Linked DNA regions of Triticum aestivum: region 2 is linked to region 1. Evidence: chromatin contacts called from public Hi-C data. All regions are on one chromosome and are shown on one strand. The core of a region is the stretch at or near the end of the contact, and the rest is flanking DNA. Distances in the headings are between cores, read along the strand shown. Region 1 has its middle 53 kb from the start of TRNAS-AGA. Region 2 holds the start of LOC123144050 (putative methyltransferase At1g22800, mitochondrial).

Region 1 (4,874 bases), core at 1,445-3,944:
GTCCTTTGTTACCACCAATCCTCAGACGCACAGTTCGGGACCCCCTACCCGAGATCTGCCTGTTTTGACACCGACATCCGCCACAGCCAAAAATGCCCATATATTCATATTTCAATGTTCAAAACTTGTTTGCATGTCCAAATATTAATTGTCTGAAATAAAAATAGTTTTACAACCCAATCGTAATTGTCTCTAATAAAATAGTTTTACAACCAAATCAAAATTGTCTTGAATGAACATAATGAACCAATACATCTATTGGTTGCCAATGTGATTCCACATGTGCTCAACCAAGTCATTTTGATGATCCAAATGAGTGTGCCAATCACGCGTTTCATGATGAAATTGGGCAAACTGTTCAAACATGGCCGGTTCTTGGTGCAAGGGCTCAACATTTTCACCTTTAAAATCAAATCCTTGGTCGAAGATGCTGTTATCACGCTCGTCCTCGACGATCATGTTTTGCATTATCACACAAGCAGTCATCACATCCCAAAGCTTCCCTTCATCCCATGTCAGTGCAGGGTTTTGAACGACACCCCATCGGGATTGAAGCACACCAAAAGAACGTTCCACATACTTTCTAGCACTCTCTTGCATTTGGGCAAATCTCTGTCTCTTCCCCCCTTAGGGGTTCGAGATTGTCTTCACAAAAGTTGACCACTGAGGATATATACCATCAGCTAGGTAGTATCCCTTATTGTACTGGTGGCCGTTGGTCTCAAAGTTGACAGGTGGGTAGTGGCCTTCTGCAAGCCTTGCGAAGACTAGAGAACGCTGCAGCACGTTGATATCATTATGAGAACCTGCCATGCTGAAGAAAGAGTGCCATATCCAAAGATCTTGCGAAGCCACTGCTTCTAATATGACAGTGCACGCTTTAACATGCCTCTTGTACTGGCCCTGCCAAGCAAATGAACAGTTCTTCCACTCCCGGTGCATACAATCTATACTGCCAAGCATGCCTGGAAAGCCTCTAGCGGCGTTGATCGCCAACAACCTTTCTGTATCTGCGACATTTGGCTGCCTCAAGTACTCAGGGCCAAACACTGCCACCACGGCCTTGCAGAAGTTGTACAATGACAGCAGACATGTCGACTCACTCATGCGCACGTACTCATCCACCAGATCGCCTGGAATTCCATACGCAAGCATGCGGATGGCCGCGGTGCATTTCTGGTAAGAGGAGAATCCAAGCTTGCCAAGGACATCCGTCTTGCACTCGAAGTATGGCTCATGAGCAAACACTCCCTCTCGGATACGATTGAACAGATGCCTTGCCATACGAAAACGGCGACGGAATTTGTCCGGCTTGAAGAGCGGGGTATTCGCAAAGTAATCGGCATAGAGCAGGGCGTGGCCTCTCTCTCTCTCTCTCTCTCTCTCTCCGTGTTGCGGTTCAGGTTGGGAGCACGGCTGGGGACTGACCCACTGTACCGAGGAAGCTGCCGTTCAATGTGGTCGTGAACGACGAGTGCAGCCACCACAAGATCTTCGTCATCCGAGGACGAATCGTCCCATGAATAAATGAAGTGGTGGAAGAAAAATTCATCTCCACTGTCCATACCTTTGTGGGCAAAGTGTCAGACACCTTGCGGTCGTGGTGGCAAAGAGGCCGCGATGAACACCTCGATGAAGCAGGGGTGGTTGGCGGCCGGCTATTGGCCGCTCTAGAGCAGCCGACGGAAGCTGCCGTGGTCCATATCCGTCGCCGGGGGTCGTATCCCCTCTAGCACCGGCTACGACGGCGACGGCCAAATCTCCTACAACTGACGGCCAAAACTCCTAAGAAAGCGCGGGCGTGGTGGCGGCCATGTCGAGACGTGGTTTGGTATGGATGGCCGGGGGGGTGAGCAGTGAGGAGGCGGCCGGAGAATAGTGGCGGCGGAGTGGGGCGGGGGAGAGCGGGTGGAGGCGTTGGAGGCGAATGAAGTGCTAGTGTCCCCGATAGGCGGGCCACGGGGAAGACAAGGGCGTGCGTCCAGCCCATCCGTGCGATGTCCGTTTCACTCCAAACGCGGCGCAAGTTTGGGCTGGGAATGGGTCGAAAACAGACAAAATCCGAACATCTATCCGTTTAAGACCGCGTGTTGGGCCGCTTTATTCGTCCGTTCTACCGCAAACGGAGTTGGCCTTATTTCAACACAACATCGTCTCCACCATCTGATCGATATCGCTAGGCAAACAAAATAGAAGAAGAGAAAACAGAACAGATGAATGGATCTCCGCTCCTCTTGCCACTCACGAGGAAGGGGAGTGGACCAAGAGTGCACGGGGGAGAAACTTAGCTGCGGCAGCTAGGGTTGAGAGAGGGTGCTTGATACGGCGGTTACTTTTGGGAACCAAGCATGTGCCAAATTGATGTTAAAAAGGTAGACGCAGAACCGTGCTAAATACAAAATCCAGTCGCCGTTGACTCCCACGTGTTGCTCAACTCCGAAGACGATGAGGTAAAAAAAACGAAGAGGAAATGATCAGTACGACACGAGCAGGCAGATGTCTTAAATACAGACGTACAGTCCAGAACGCTGCCGGGCCGTCGTTGGGATCCACTTGCTCTCGGACGATAGCAGGTCTCGCGGGAAGGCTCTGCGCTGCAGTCGTCGCCGGTCGCAGTCTGTGTACGACTGACCGACCGCGACGTGCCATGGCATTGGCAGGGTGAACTCCCGCAGACTCACTTTGAATGCGATTCCACAGGGTACGCGTATATCCACCTGGGCTCTGGACTCAGGTAGCTGCATACATACGCGCACTTTGGCACGGCTCTGAACCTCTTTTCTTCCTTTCAAAATCCTATACAATTCGTTGATGCTTTGAAATCAAGGCCGCCGTCTAGTAGGCGTTTAGTGCTCTTCTTTTTGTGTCACCAAAGGCGATCCCGTGGTCGTGCACGGCACTTTGCACGTACGGGGTGCGATAAGTCAGGCGCACGACCGCGACTGCGAGTTTAATTGTGTGGATAAGTCGCCGAGTAATCGCCGTGCCCTTGTTTTATTTGTTGACTGAAAGCCAAATTGGTAGTATTATCTTTTCCAGACCAACATGTGTTAGTTCTTCTTTTCCTGGGTAAGATGGTCCATTTTTCAGGTGGGGTGATCCCTAATTTCGTATGTGCTTTTTTAGGGGTTTGTGTGTGCATTTAGGCCTTCTTTAGATTTAGATCATATGATAGGAATAAAAACAATCATACAAAGGGCCTGTTTGGTTCATGACTAATTTTGCCATAACTAAGCTTAGGTAAGTGTGGCTAACAAAATGATCACCACAAGAGTGGCAAGATTTGACAAAAAATTGAGCCTATAACATATGGACCATATAACTAGAAAAGTGTGGCAAGCAACAAATGTGCCAATGAAGCAAACACATGCCTAAGGTGTTGTGTCATGACTAAGGTTAGACATGACAACCTTAGGTTGGGAACCAAACAAGCCTGAACTGAGATGTCTTAATCCTATAAAATTGCCCCACGTTTCAAAAAAAAAATCCTATAAAAAATATGGATGTCACTTGGATAACAATTAATTTCGTTGAGTCTAGTCTAATGTTCCTTTTACTTGAAATGTGAAGGATTGGTTCCTAACATAAATAGGAATAAAAGTCCATTCCTACAAACCAATAGACTTAAAAATTTGCTATAAAAAATTCTATCCTTTGAAATTTCTACAAAATTCCTCTCAAGCAAAGAAGTTTCAGGCTCATGTACAAAGAGACTTGGGGCTTGCTGGATCTATATTGGGCTCTTTAAAGAAAGCCAGAAGAGTCAGGCCGCACTGTCTATAACTGCAAGCTTGCCAGGCCACACTCAACCCTCAAAAGACTATCAACCGTTGAAGACCTCCTGTTTGGGGCGGTGCTATGTCTTGCTTACAGTAAGACCTAGCGTGCTCGCGTGCCAGATGCATCCTTAAATGAGCCAGCCCAGTCACGCGGGAGGCCACGGTCAATTTTTTGTTTTATTTTCATGTTTTTTGTTTTTTTACTGTTTTACTTTTTTATTTCAAATATTCTAAATAATATAATATAAAAACTTACATAAACTATTATAAATAAACATTAACCAAGCATTTGGAAAATTTTAATGTTTATGAAGAAAATGTTTCTCATCAAGCATTTGGAAAATGCAGAATGTCTATAGAAAAAATGTTGATCATGTATTAAAAGAATGGTAAACTTGTATTTAAAAAATGTGAATCAAGCAGTTGAAAATTTTAAAGACGTGTATCAAATATGTTGACTATGTATTAAAAAAATGTTAATTTTGTACTTTGAAAAATGTTTAAATTGTGTATGGAAATAATGTTGACCATGCATTAAAAAAATGTTAACCAGCCATTTGAAAAATGTTAATTGTTTATAAATAAAAGGTTTCTCATGTATACAAAAAATATACAATGTTTGTGTGAAAAAACACTGTACATAAAACATCTAACATTTGTAAAATGTTTAATGTGTATAGAAAAAAATTGTTTGTCATGTATACAAAAAAATAATGGGTACGGAAAAATTGATCACGTATTCAAATTTTTTGATCAAGCATTTTAAAGAAAATTAATCAATTATTTCAAAAAGTAAATGTGTATATAAAATGTTTCCAGAGTATAAAAAATGTAGAACGTGTTTTAAAAATTTGAACATAAATAATAAATTTTATAAAATATTGATCGCGTATGAGAAAAAAATGTTACGCGTGTATAATTTTTTTCCTGATATATAAACCAAAACGTAAAATGTGTATGAAAAAAGTAGTAAGAAAACACAAATATTTGACAAAAATGTTAATCATCTATTTAAAAAATCTTAAATGTGTGCCAAAAAATGATCCTCCTATATATTAAAAATGTGGAACGTCTCTTTGAAATTTGAACTGAAAA
Region 2 (4,726 bases), core at 1,789-4,288, 610 kb before region 1:
GCAGCTTTTACTTTATAACAGCCTACAGCTTAAACTGTAAGCGATGTTTGGCCCAGCTGCACTGCAAACCTGCACAGACAGCCCCTACCTCTCCGCCCCAGGCTCTAGTGACGCTATAATTGTCCTCCATTATCCCCTTCCAACTGTCCTTCATCTCCTACCTTTGGCATCTCCAACAAACCACATTAAATCTCCATTCTTATCTCATCGTCTTGATTTCATTTTAGGAAGATCTCCACCACTTAATTTTTCTTTGTTGACTAATCTGTCTGTTCCAACAAACGTTTGAAATAATGGCAAGATTTCAATAACTATTTCCCAATCAAATAGAATGAAACATTCCTTATCGTAAGATAGAAAAACAGAAATTGAATTATTCGCTTTCTTCCGTCAAGCAGTTGTTTGTTTTCTGGAAGAATCAAATATTCATACACCATTTGGAATGATAATTAGAACTTTAGTTGGGTGAACAAGCTATTTGATGGCCATGGCTTTCAACGGCATGGATCACACACACATGGACAACATTTCTTACTAAGCATTTTAACTGATATTACCAGAGTAGTTACATTCCCTGAAACACTCATTTTAACTTATATTGGTGGCTACTATCAGCGCATGAACTCTACAGTGAGACATGATTGGGGAGTTGGCATCAAATGGATTCACCGATTCAAGGCAAAACGGAAGGCTGTTGAGGTGATTCAGTAAAAAAAAATACCACAACAACTCAGCGACATAAACATAGCGCAACAGCTATGCAAACAGGATTTCATATGAGGCAACTGCAATAGAGATTCACATGTATACATTCCAAAAAATTATCAGAGCTGTGTGTAAGATATTGCAATTGACTCAGGAATCTACAGAGCACAGCATGAACAGGTGATAACTGCTCAGATTGTAGATGATGATCAGACACTTGATTGCTGAGATTGCAGAAACAGACTCCAACATACTGATACAGAACAGGTTACGGGTAACTGCTCCTGCACATGCCTACCAGTTCGACATAAAACTCGCTTCGTACCAAAGGATGATGAACAAACCCCGACTCAGGAGGATGACTAATCAAAGCTATCAATCAAATGATCATAACGAAGCCGCACGTAACTCTGCAGGCCCAAAACAAACCACAGGAAGCCTCAATTCGTAGGCAGAGGCGCACAAAAATGCCGGGACGGAACCACGAAGCTAGCATAAACAGCGCCGAATCAATCACCGGCTCTCACGAACCTGAACCGTACGAATCGCCATCGGAAATTACCAAGCGACGCCCCAATTCGCCTCTGCCATCGCACGGTGTAAGCAGAGAGAATCGACTAGAGCTAGGGGGGAGAGGCTAGGGCGGAGCCAAGGAGGTGGGGGTGTCTCGAACCTGCTAGGGATCGCGCGATGCCGGAGAAGGACGACGCGGCTGCGCGAGGCTGTGGCGATGGAATTCGCGGTGCTCTGCACCTCCTCCTTCCTCCATCGCCGCAGAGCGGGGAGACGAAGCCAATTTACCTGGGCTTTTGGTGTGGAATGCTGCGTCGGTGGACGGGCCGAGGCTTTTCCCTCTCGAGGGCGGTGGGCGGTGGGCGGTAGTGGATTGGCGGCAGCGACGGGAAGTGCGGGGAGGGAAGGGAACAGGGAGAAGCGGCGGTCATGTGATCGATTTGTGATGGGCTTAAAGTCTGGCCCTATCGGGGCTTAATATGTCCTGGACTCAGATATATGGGCTGCACCTAAAAAAAAGCAAATATGGGCTTGGAACCAACTGGGCTGTTCGTTAAGATAACGCAACCAGTACTTATATTTCTTTTCGAGAAGTTTCTAAAAAAATCTTTTCGAGAGTACACCATGGCGTACCATATTTTTAGGACGCCGATAACGCCCACACATATGGCATACTAGCCATCCGCCCACACACCGTGTGTGGCATGAGCAGGCGGCAGCCCATACGGGCAGTGTGTGGGCGAACATTAGAATTGCCCATACGTGTGGACGCAGCTGCTTCGTGCCACACGCCCAACAAGTACTACTCATCTCCAGCCCGCGCGTATGGCACGAAGTAAAAAATGCCCACACGTCCTGGCGCAGCTACGTTAGGTACCCGTGTGATGATGATTTTTAGTTGCCATCCGGGATGGCACGTAGTTATTCGGGATGGCAAATGTAGTTGTAAAAGCATGTCAACTATATCTGTTTTGGTTAACTATAGTTGCCATGTCTAATTTATGGCAGTTGCCGCGTGTAATTAAACCATAGTTGCCGTGTGTGATTAACTACTTACTACATATGGTCAAACAGTAGTTGCCATGTTTGTTTACCTAGTTGCCACGTGTGGTCCAACCACAGTTGCCATGTATGGTTAATCACAATTGCCATCTGTGTTTATCTGGTGGCCACGTACGCGCAACTGCAGTTGCCGTCTAGCAACGTATCATAGTTGCCATGTGTGTTTACCTAGTTGCCACGCGTAACTACAGTTGCCATCCAACAACGTACGAGTGTCGTGTGGGCGAAAAGCAGTTCGCCCACACGCGCGTGGATTAGGTGTTGGCTGTGTGGGCAGAAACTAGTTCGCCCACACAACGCAGCTGACAAACCGCTTGTTGCGGGGCGTGTGGGCGAACTCTCCAACGCCCACACACCAGCCTCGTCCTACGTGGCACGTAAATTCTGCCGTGTCAAGATTCATGTAAACTCAATTGGACGGTGATCCACGCGTTTGGGAGAATTGCAAAACTATCACACATGTGGGTGTTAGTATTTTCATATTTTTATAAAAGGCATGAGACAATTATAAAAAACTACCTCCCACTGTGAATAGCAAGTGTAGCACACACCTGACTAATTCGAAGATTGTCGATGAGTTTGCTTAAACATGATTGCTATTGAATTTTTGTTTTATTCTATCAAATAATTATTCACTTGGTCATGAAATTGCTCATGTGGATGTTGTATTTGAATCAAGCACAGACATTTAACTAGTTCCTCTAAATATTGTTGCTGAATAGTACGTACTGTACTAGTAAAGCTTTGCCGGATTGCCTAAAAAGCCATTTCTAAGAAAAGAGGTCTCCTGAACTAAAAAGAAGCCCTTCTCTCTCCTCCAACCGCCGGTGGTCGCTCCGTCGCTCGCCATGGCTTCCGGGTCCTCGGCCGCCGCACGTCGCCTTCTGCTATTGCGCCACCGCCGCCGCCACCTCGTTCCCAATCACCACTTCTCTTCCTCCTCGGCGGACGAAGTGCTGGACGGGGGCCGCGTCAAGATCTTCGATCGCGATCTGAAGCGCCGACACCGGGACCGGGCGGCGTGGGCGATGCGGGAAACTGACCCACTGGTAGACGCGGTCGCCGATAACCTCCTCGACCGCCTCGAGGACTGCAGGAAGGCGTTCCCCTCGGCGCTCTGCCTCGGCGGTTCGGCCGGCGCCGTCCGCCGGTCGCTTCGCGGCCGCGGTAAGAAGCTACTCAGCTCGCTTTTCTTGTTATTTCTTGCACCAGCCTCTTATCATGTGTACTAATCACTGCGTTGAACCATGTCAAATGTCTTCCTGAAAGTTCCGGTTTTCACATTCGACAATTGAAATGATCTGCGACACGTTGCTTCTCCTTGATATGTTGAACTAACCTGCAAGATGGCGCTGATGATTTGTGTGCCAGGTGGAATCGAGAAATTGACCATGATGGACATGTCGGTAGACATGGTGAACAAGTGGCGGGAGTTGGAGAGTGCTACTGACGACGGCCCCGAGATGAACTTTATCGTTGGAGATGAAGAGTATCTTCCTATGAAAGAGAAGTAAATACCAGCCATATTATACTTTCGGTGTGTTTGTTGGTTCCATTTACGTATGATTAGAGTAAACTGCACTGGATCCACATGCTTTCTCTAGCTCCCTTGAATGCTAATGTATTGGGGCCCCCCCCACTTATATATACACCAAAGAGATAAACTGTCAATTTGCAGTCTGCTATCTTATGCTTGAGTGGGTCAATATATTTTAGGTGTGAGTGGCTAATTGTCAAATTTAAAAGTAAATAAATTGTGATCTTGCATTGTATACTCCTCTATTGATGTGGCTCTTGGTTTCTGAAGCTCCCAGGATTTGATAATGAGCTGTCTTGGGCTACATTGGACAAATGATCTACCTGGAGCAATGATACAGGTAAGTCTTTTATTTTAAACACTGAAAGCATGAAGTTATCAAGCGCTAAAACATCTGAACTATGGTAATTGGCTGTCCTTTGATGGCAGTGTAGGTTGGCGTTGAAGCCTGATGGCCTTTTTCTTGCAGCAATTCTTGGCGGGGAGACTCTGAAGTGATAATCTTAGATTTACCATTTATCGACATTTTCCAGTTTCTTGTTTGACTTGCCTTTTCTTGGATGCTATGATCAGGGAACTAAGAATTGCATGCACTATTGCTCAAATGGAACGTGAGGGAGGCATCAGTCCTCGAATGTCGCCATTAGCACAAGTATGATTCCTTTATAATCAGAGATTTCGTCCAATGGGGATTGCTTGTTCTTCTTGTATGCCTCTGTTGAATAGCCTGTCATTGCAAACCATTGCCTTTACCTTGACTTATTAGTGTCTTTGGTTCTAATGGCGACATTGGGTTGTACATTTCAAGGTCCGTGATGCAGGAAACCTTTTGTCAAGGGCAGGCTTCGCCCTTCCAGGAGTTGATGTAGATCGATATACAGTCAAGTACAATAGTGGTGCGTACAAAAA

The links. A called contact is a pair of places that touch in the nucleus more often than the background predicts.
Region 2: a contact with region 1 is called in a Hi-C map of leaf, with 6 times the contacts expected there. The contact joins the promoter of LOC123144050 here to the enhancer-like site in region 1. A contact is called at or near these places in 2 of 5 Hi-C or Micro-C datasets (both in leaf).

Annotation. Positions count from the first base shown.
Region 1 is chr6D:125,786,086-125,790,959 of IWGSC CS RefSeq v2.1, reverse strand. No RefSeq gene overlaps it. Among protein-coding and RNA genes, the nearest start is that of TRNAS-AGA, 53 kb to the right of the region's middle. Within about 2 kb of position 2,694, at least 3 of the 8 cell types and tissues checked have an H3K27ac peak or open chromatin away from gene starts, as enhancers often do. A contact at or near this core is called in leaf, where this site is marked.
Region 2 is chr6D:126,393,736-126,398,461 of IWGSC CS RefSeq v2.1, reverse strand. LOC123144050 (putative methyltransferase At1g22800, mitochondrial) reads left to right here and starts at 3,038. Exons shown (of 9, transcript XR_006471236.1): 1 at 3,038-3,447; 2 at 3,652-3,790; 3 at 4,088-4,157; 4 at 4,247-4,311; 5 at 4,391-4,469; 6 at 4,626-4,713. It overlaps LOC123144052 (a long non-coding RNA gene), which reads right to left and starts at 1,627. Exons shown (of 11, transcript XR_006471238.1): 1 at 1,379-1,627; 2 at 1-269.